Linked DNA regions of Ovis aries: region 1 is linked to region 2. A link is a contact called in public Hi-C data. All regions are on one chromosome and are shown on one strand. Each heading gives the region's core, a stretch centred on a gene start, on an enhancer-like site or on the middle of the called end of the contact. The rest is flanking DNA. Distances are from core to core; before and after follow the strand shown.

Region 1 (4,121 bases), core at 1,190-3,689, 130 kb before region 2:
AAACACACCCATATTTTTCAGAGATACACATTGAAGCAGGAAGGAAATTACATGACATCCATGTCATGATTTGCTATATAACACTTCAGGAAATTAAAAGGACAGATGAAGCATACAGGGCTTCCAAAATATTAACTGTTAGATCTCGGCGATGGTGCTGAGTGTTTGTGGTTTGCTGTATTACTCCATATGTATCTTTGTGCATCAAAAAAAAAGAGAAAAAGACATGTTACAGAAGTTTTCACTCTCCAGAAACACATGTCAGGTAAACTTCCACTGCCGCTTCACCCTGTCTCTGAAGTCAGTCTCAGAGAACAGGCAGAGGTCTCGGACGGGCCTCCTGACACCCTCCACCCACAACTCCCAAGGCCCTCTCATCCTACTGAGACCAGCAAAACCACTGTGGACCCCAACCTGCCCTGATACTGGCATGAGCCCCAGCTCCAAAGAGAACCCTCTCCCCCGCCAGACTCATGCTCCTGCTAACCACCTACTGCTGCTGTCCCTGACCCCTTACCCCAACCCCGGGCCGAGCTGCTAACACTTCCACCACGTGTGCTGCGATGCAGATCACCAGGGGCTAGAACTCCCTGCTCGCATCTGTCTGCTGGCCTCGACGACGAGCTCCTTGGAAGGTACCGTCCTAGCCCAGGGCAGGCACACAGACCACTACAGAGTAAAGCGAAGAGGTCAAGCAGCCGAGACATATCAGTGACTCTGCAGTAGTTCAAAGACGCCAGCACATCAAGGGGGGAGGTGGTAGAGATGGCAGGTGACTAGCGGAGAAAAGGTGTTCAGGCTGCAGCGGAGAGACCTACACACAAGCAAAAAGGAACCAGAAAGACACATAGTGGTTTGGGAGCAGGGGTCACACAGAGAGCCGTGTTAAGAGAGAAGCCTCCTCTCCCAGCATGTTTCCATGGGAGGATTCCTGGCTTTGGCTTCACTGGGATCTGCCTCTTACAGAGGGAACGCACTGCTGCCTCTGTGTACAACACGCAGAAAGACACAAGACTGGGAGACACTCTGTTCCCGTGAGGGGACCCTGAGCGGTCCAGGGCTGCCTGTGACCAGACGGGTCATCTCTCTAACTGAGGGTAAACAAGCAGCAGGGCTACTTGGCCACGGGTCAGAAACCACTCTCCTCAACCATTTTAACTGGTGACAAAGTGACATTCTGAGCTCCATATGCCCACGTCCTGTATCCACAATTTTACGGGTTCCTAATTTGGGAGAGGAAAAAAAAAAGGCTGTTATTTATTTACTGCCCTGCTACCACCTAAGAAAAAAAACCAACCTTAGAAAAAACTTGACACCACGTAAGATTAATAACATATAATTAATAACTATATATATTAATATATGGCCTCAATACTATAGAGTATTTACTCTCTAGTACGTCCTTGCTATTGTCAGCAGCTTCTGTGGTTGCACACATCAGGAGGACAGTGCCCAAGGACGGTGTGGCCTGCACAGACAGCAAGATGCAGAGCACACAGAACTTTGTGAAATGATGACTGGGACGCTGCCACGAGGAACAGAAGGGACTCTGCTTTCCAAGTGGAAGAGCCCTCGCTTGTAGAAGTGACCACAGGAGGGCAGGGAATGGGGGTCAGAGGCGACGGGAAAGCAGGGAAGGAGACACTGGGGTCACTGGCTCACCAGACTGCACCACGCATGAGAGGGAAGGAGGGACTCCACATGGAGAAACAGCATCTACAGAAACTGAGCCTGAGATGCAGAAAAAACAGAAAGAAAGATCATACGGGTGTTAAAGACAAGCAGCAAACTAACCACAGAAAGGCACTGCTGAGAAACTAGGAGAATCTGAATAAGGACAAAGCATGAGTACTTCAGGCAAAGAAAAGATAAAGCCAGCACGTCAAATGTTAATACACAGAGATAACGCACGCACACCGGGATAATGCGTGCACACAGCGGTCTCGTGACAGTATTCTGTTTGTGTATACTTTAACAATGCTTTGGCTGAGTTGCTCTGCTGTCCAGCTGAAACTATCACAAGACTGTTATTCGGCTATACTCCAAAACAAAATGAAAAGTTTTTTTAAAAAGCAAATAAAAACTTTTAAAAGACAAATTTTCCAAAGGTGAAGGGAACAGGGAATCAAGGAGAGCCTCTCTGTGCTCACTCCTACAATCTGCCAGTGGCCCCACCTCAACCCTCAGCCCAGCTGCAACTTCACCACAGGCTGTGAGGCTGGAGAGAGAGGTCACCTGGGCAGGCCTGAGTTGGGCTATACCCAATGCGGCCCTGCTGGACCCTACGTAGACTCACCAAGCGCCTTTCTACACAGAACAAACAGAAAACATAGCTTCTGGCAACAGCGTGTTCTGGGAAGAAGCCTGAGCAAACATGTCCTTGTTGACGGCTCTGGGATTCATCCTGGTCTCCAAAAGGATGCTGTCAGCAGTGTCGTACCCGGAGGGGGAGGATGAACATGGGGCGTGGCCGGAAAACTCCCAGGGCAGCCCAGGGCAAGAGAGGCCACGTCATTCCAACCCTCAAACGCCAGGCTGCAAACACTGCTGCTCTAACCCTGTGCCCCTAAGGCCAGGAGGGTCAGAGCATGTGCCCCGCTCAACTGAAGATCCACTGAGGGTGGCCAGGGAAGCCACAAAGCCATTCTTTGGAGCAATAGTCACATAGAGATAACAGGGAAAAAAAAAAAACCCTCCCAGCAAAAAATAAGCTAAAGTGACCCAATGCCACCTGGCTTTTGCTTGATACAACTGCAGGCTGGAGGTCCATCCTGAGGGTCTCCTCCTGCCATTTGGGACCCTACAGGAGCCCCCCCCCCCTTCGGCCCACCCCAGCACCCATACCTCGGCCAGTTCCCTCTCACTGATGCTCCGGGTGGCGCCCCCTTTCTTTCTGGCACACGGCTCTCCCGAGGGGACCCTGCCGTCCCCTTTGGCATAGCTGTGCACAGTGAGGACTCCTGTCTGCCCTTGGGCTCGGCAGGACAGAGGCTCGCTGGTTTCAGAATCGGAAGAAACAGAATCCTGTGAAGAACCGGAGCCCAGGCTGGAAGACGATTTCTTTTTGGAGCCTGAGAAGACGAGGCGTCCCCCGAGAGAAGCTGGGTTCACAGAAAGGTCCAAGGCAGCCGATTCATGCTCCTCTTCCTCGTCCTCGTCCTCCTCTTCCAGCTTGACGTTTTTAAGCTCTTCAAATTTGACTTCGGTGGAGTCAGAATAATCTGAAACACACAAGACACGCTGGATGGAGCCCACTCCCTCCTGCACATCTCAACCCTGAGAGAGGGACACAGACCGAAGAACGTGGGCGCCGAGGAAGGCCTGGTTTCCAACTCTTTGGCCCCACCATAACGGGGGTCCCTGTGCGATCTGGGGCAAGCTGCTTGGCCTCTCTGGGCCTCCGGTTTCCTGTTCTGTGATGTGAAGATGCTACCACCTCCCACCAGGATTCTTAAATAAGACTGCGACATATGAGGTGGGAGCACAGCCTGGCACACAGCACACGGCAGCTGTCCCTTCCCCAGAAGTCCCCTCAGGTCAGCGGAGACCCAGCGAGCCAGGCCAGAAGTCTGCTTCACGGAAGAAGCTGGGCCCGCAGTGCCAATGGCTCCCAGCACACACCCAGAGGAATCCTGTCCACGCAGAGGTCCCCCAAGCGGGGCCTGACCCGAGGCTGAAACCAGCTCCTTCCAAATAAATCTACCCTCGATAACCATCCGTGGGAAGGCTTTCAAACACGGTGCTGGACCACGCCATCCCTTCCTGAAACACCAACCGCCCCTCGGGCCCCCAGTGAGCAAGCTCTCAGAAGGCAGGCAGGCGGTCCCCACGCTGTTTCATCCAACATCTCAAGGCGCAGCTCCTGTGGCACACCTGTCTCCTACCCTTCCCACCCCCTGCTCAAATCTCAGGGTACCACGGCCAGCTCCCTGAACAGCTGTGGGCCTTCCCCCACGTCCCTCCGTGACCCTGAGTGTCCCCGCCCAAAGTGCTTCCCACACTCCGGTCACCACCTGCTCACAGGCCCACCTCCCTCACGTCATGCCTGCGACCCTGCAGTGACCTGGCGTCCAACGGTTAGGGCTGTGGGGGAAAAAAATACCACGACCAACTCACCTGGG
Region 2 (4,070 bases), core at 1,321-3,820:
GGGACAGCACACACACGCTCACTATGTGCACAAGGCTGACCAGAGGGGAGGCCAGGAGCTGCAGAAGGAAGGAGAGAAGAAGAAATTATATGAAAACTATTTTCTTTGTAAAGGGAGAAAAGAGGGAAGAGGAAGAGCAAGGAGAAAACAGAACTACAGAGATGTCTCCAATGACAAGGGGAAACTGAGCAAGCAAAAATGTATGAGAAAATGTGTGCACAAGAAAGCATGAGGCTGCACGTATACACACACCCTTCCTAGGCTGTGCACAGGGGAGCAGTGAGAGTGTAAGCAAGAACACAGGCTGGGACATGGGCGTGCAAACACAGCAGATTTTGGAGCTCTGGCTGTTGCGCAGGCCCAAGTGTGCAAATGAGAGGGCACTGGGGAGACAAGTGGATATGGAGTGGAGGTGGGGGTGGGAGGGTGAGCTGAGTGTAGAAACAGGGGGGTGTGAGTGTGTGGCCTGGGCTGGGGCTGCGGATGTTGGGGGGCTGTGCTTGGGGAGGCTCACCTACTCCTTCCTGAAGCCCTAGGCTCATTCATACCATCAGTGAAAAACTGGGATTTTCTTGCTCCCTGAAGCGAGAGTTAATAAGGAGCCAAACACAGAATTTCCTGAGATTTTTCTGACAGAACCTTGCTCTGGATCCCACTGGATGCCATATGCCTCTCAAAGGATCCCTCAGCAGATCTCCTGCCTTTTCGGTGGATCCTTCACCACTGAGGATCCCCCTGGAAGCACCAGCCCTGGATCTTTTTCCAGGCCTCTCACCCCAATGCACTCCTCTGGATTCTCTGCTCAGATCCCACACCAGGTCACTCTGGGAGCCCAAGGGGAGTCTTCATCACCAACACTTCCGCAGTCCAGACTCCCAGGCCTGCCCCCCCCCACCCCCGTCCGGGGCCCCCAGGGGAATCCAGAGGACCCTACCCCCCACTCCTGCCAGCAGCCTCCTTTCCATTTCACAGCTCAGACAGGTACCCGGCACCCACCCATCAACCAGTTCCAACTTGGGGGCCCTGCACTGGGGGGTGGGGGGTGTTGAAAAGAGGAGAAAAACTAGCCCCTCCCCCACCCTAGGGTGGAAGAACCAGAGGGGCAGCATTCCAGAGGAACGAGGAGGAGGTCTGGGTCTCTGCAAAGGGGCAGCAGAGATTCCAGTCCGTGGGAGACAGAGACACCAAGAGACCCGACAGAGACCCGGGAAGGGAGACCCAGAGATGGGGGAGGGAGCAGAGAGACCTGGGAGGAGAGAGCAGAAAGCCGGGAAGAGCACAGAGAGACCCAAGAGAAGGAACACAGAGACCCGGCAAGGAGCACAGAGAGCCGGGAGAAAGAGCACAGAGAGCCAGCGAGAGAGCAGGGGAGACCCGGAGGGAGTCGCAGACAGCAGAGAGACCCCGGGATTGCTTGGGGGGTGGAGTGGGTTGAAAGTGGGAGGCCGCGACACGGGGAGACAGAGATACAGAGGCTTTGAAGGGCGTAGAGAGACGGAAACACGGAGGGAAAAGGAGAAATAAGCCGAGACAGGATCGTGGGCACAGCGATGAGGACCGGGGCACACCAACACGGGACGGGACGCCGGGCGGCGACTGAGTGAACTTTCCGGAGCGGGTCCGAGTGGACACGTCCTCACGGGACAGGTCGTCCCAGGGCCTTTGGGTCACTGCACCCGGGGAGGGGCGGGTACAGCCCGGCCCAGCGCCTCCCCAGCCGGCGCCGGCGACTTGGGTGCGGGGGCTGGGGAGGTGGGGGTTTCCAAACTCGCGCCCCGCGCACCCCGGGACGGCACGTGCGCCCGGGCCGCGAGCAAGACGGGGGCGCGGCGGCTGCGGATCCCCCGCCGGCTGGGAGGGGGCGCCTGTGCGGCGGGGGCGGGGGCGCGGCCTGGACCCGCCCGGAGCTGGGGAGGCGGTGGGAGGCTGAGGGCCGCCCCCGGAGCGTGTCCGCGCCGGTGGTGGGGGCAGACGAGGTGGGACCCAGGAGGGGGAGCCCCAACGCAAAAGGGAAACTTTGCGCTGGGCGGGGGGGAGGGGGGCGGCGCGGGCTGCGGCTCAGGTGCGGCGGGAGGGAGGGGGCGAGGCGGAGAAAGGGGAAGGCGCCGAGGGGCGGCAAGGAGCTAGCCAGCCGGCGGCAGGGCGATGGGGGGGGGGGGTCCGTCTGCCGCGGGGTAACGCGGGGAGGAGCCGCCGGGCTTGGTGGGGGCGCTTAGCCGAGGCGGCGGGCGCGGCAGGTGGGGGCGCGGCCCGGCCTAAGCGGCGCCCCCAGCCCCCCGGGACCGCCCCCAGCTCCGCTCTGCGAACGCGGGGAGAGGGCGGGGGAGTGGAGAAGGGACCGATGCGGAGGGAACTGGAAGGGGGCCCGGGGGTCACTCACCGCCTATCCAGGGGCCGTCGGTCCGCATGTCCCCCCAAGCCTCTGGGGCCGCTGCTCCCGCTCCTCTTCTGCCGCCGCCGCCGCCGCCACCGGATCCCACTCCCGCCACCGCCACCCGAGCTGGAGCCGGAGCCGGAGCTGGAGCCGCCGCCTCTGCCGCCGCCGCCACCGATTCCGCCGCTCCCGCGCCAGCTCCAGCCGCGTGCCCGCGCCCACGCCCGCGCCCCTGCCCCTGCCGTGCGCGTCCCCGGCGCCGCCCCTCCCCTCGTGCACTCTCGCTCGTAGAGCTGCTGAGCCGCGTAGGCCCGAGGCCGCAACCCAACCCCGCGTGTAAACCGACCCGGACCCCAGTACAGAACCGGAACCCCCATAATAAGCATGGGCAGACCCAAACTTCCATACGAAGTCCGGATCCTACTAGAGGCTTCCAATCCAAATGTGAACCTGATATTACTCTAGGACCCCATTTTCTCTCCGTAGAGATCTGAACCTGCTATTGAGCCCAGACCCACCCCAACTCAACAGTAAGTCCAAACCCCCAAATCTGCCGTGAAGTTGGCTCGAGTAGTAATTTTAATCTGAACCCCTTTATTAAACTGAAATTCCAATTCTTAGGCTAAAATCCCTTTATCACCTCTTCTTTGATCGTGACCCCAGCATCAACCCTGGTCCTTAAATGGACCCCAGTACCAATGCTGAGCCCCAGTCCCTGTGTGAACCTTAAAATACGATAGCTACTTTGCTATGGTAGCTACCCAGCACTTTTTTGTGAACCCCAAGCCTTTCCATAAAACTCTAATACTGCAGTCCCAGACCCAGGTCAATACCAACACACTTTGTGAACTAGGATTGAGTCCCTGGAAAAGGACCCTAATACAAATACTGACCTCAGACCTTGTCCATTTGAGGGCCCATTTAAGACCCTAACTTGACTCACCTCTAGTGGTAATCTTGGAACCTAAGATTTATGAGACTGGCCTTGTAGAAGCTCCACACAAATCCACTGCAGCCCCATACTCACTCTCTACTCTTCTGACCCTATATCAACCCCAGCCTGAGGCTGGCCAGCACCCCAAAATCAGCAATGCCAACTGTGGACCTGAGTCAGGTCCTGAATTGGCCCTTAGTTCAGCACTTGATAGTGTCCTCCAAGCCTGATATAAACCTCAGTATTGAATTTCTGACTCCTCATATCAAACTTAAATGCTGACCCTATAAATCTCTGGCTAAACCAATAACTTACCAACAGATTTACTAGAGGTTCTAACTCATAGGAACTTGGTGAGCTCCAAACCAAGAGCCACACCTTGGCACCAAAGCCTCTGATCTCAGACCTACCGTGCAGTCCATATCACATCAGCCCTCTCCTCATGAAACTGCCACCCTCATGAAACATGGGGAGCCTACCTCGACTGCCTATGTCAGATGAGGACCCCTATGGGTTCTCTGATCTGTGGGGTCTCTGTGATATCTCTGTGAGTCTGGGGGTCAGGTGAGAGAGAAAGTCTGGAGATTGTTGAAGCACCTAGATTCTAGGAGCACAGTGTAATGTACAGGGCAGAGGTAGAGGTGAGGGGTCTGGGGCTGTGAGCTGAGTGGAGTTCTGGTTACCACCTAATTCACTTGCCTGCTTTTTGCCCAGGACTTGAATTTAGAAGCGGTGTGTGTGCGCCCCCTCGTGTGTGAGAAG

Evidence for each region. A called contact is a pair of places that touch in the nucleus more often than the background predicts.
Region 1: a Hi-C map of liver shows a contact between it and region 2, with 4 times the contacts expected there. The contact joins the enhancer-like site here to the promoter of PTPRF in region 2. A contact is called at or near these places in 2 of 16 Hi-C or Micro-C datasets (liver and mixed tissues).

Annotation. Positions count from the first base shown.
Region 1 is chr1:18,318,214-18,322,334 of ARS-UI_Ramb_v3.0, reverse strand. It overlaps KDM4A (lysine demethylase 4A), which reads right to left. Exons shown (of 21, transcript XM_060400739.1): 10 at 4,117-4,121; 11 at 2,845-3,221. Among named protein-coding and RNA genes, the nearest start is that of KDM4A, 15 kb to the right of the region's middle. Within about 2 kb of position 2,439, at least 2 of the 54 cell types and tissues checked have an H3K27ac peak or open chromatin away from gene starts, as enhancers often do. A contact at or near this core is called in liver, where this site is marked.
Region 2 is chr1:18,193,317-18,197,386 of ARS-UI_Ramb_v3.0, reverse strand. It overlaps PTPRF (protein tyrosine phosphatase receptor type F), which reads right to left and starts at 2,570. Exons shown (of 34, transcript XM_042247044.1): 1 at 2,381-2,570.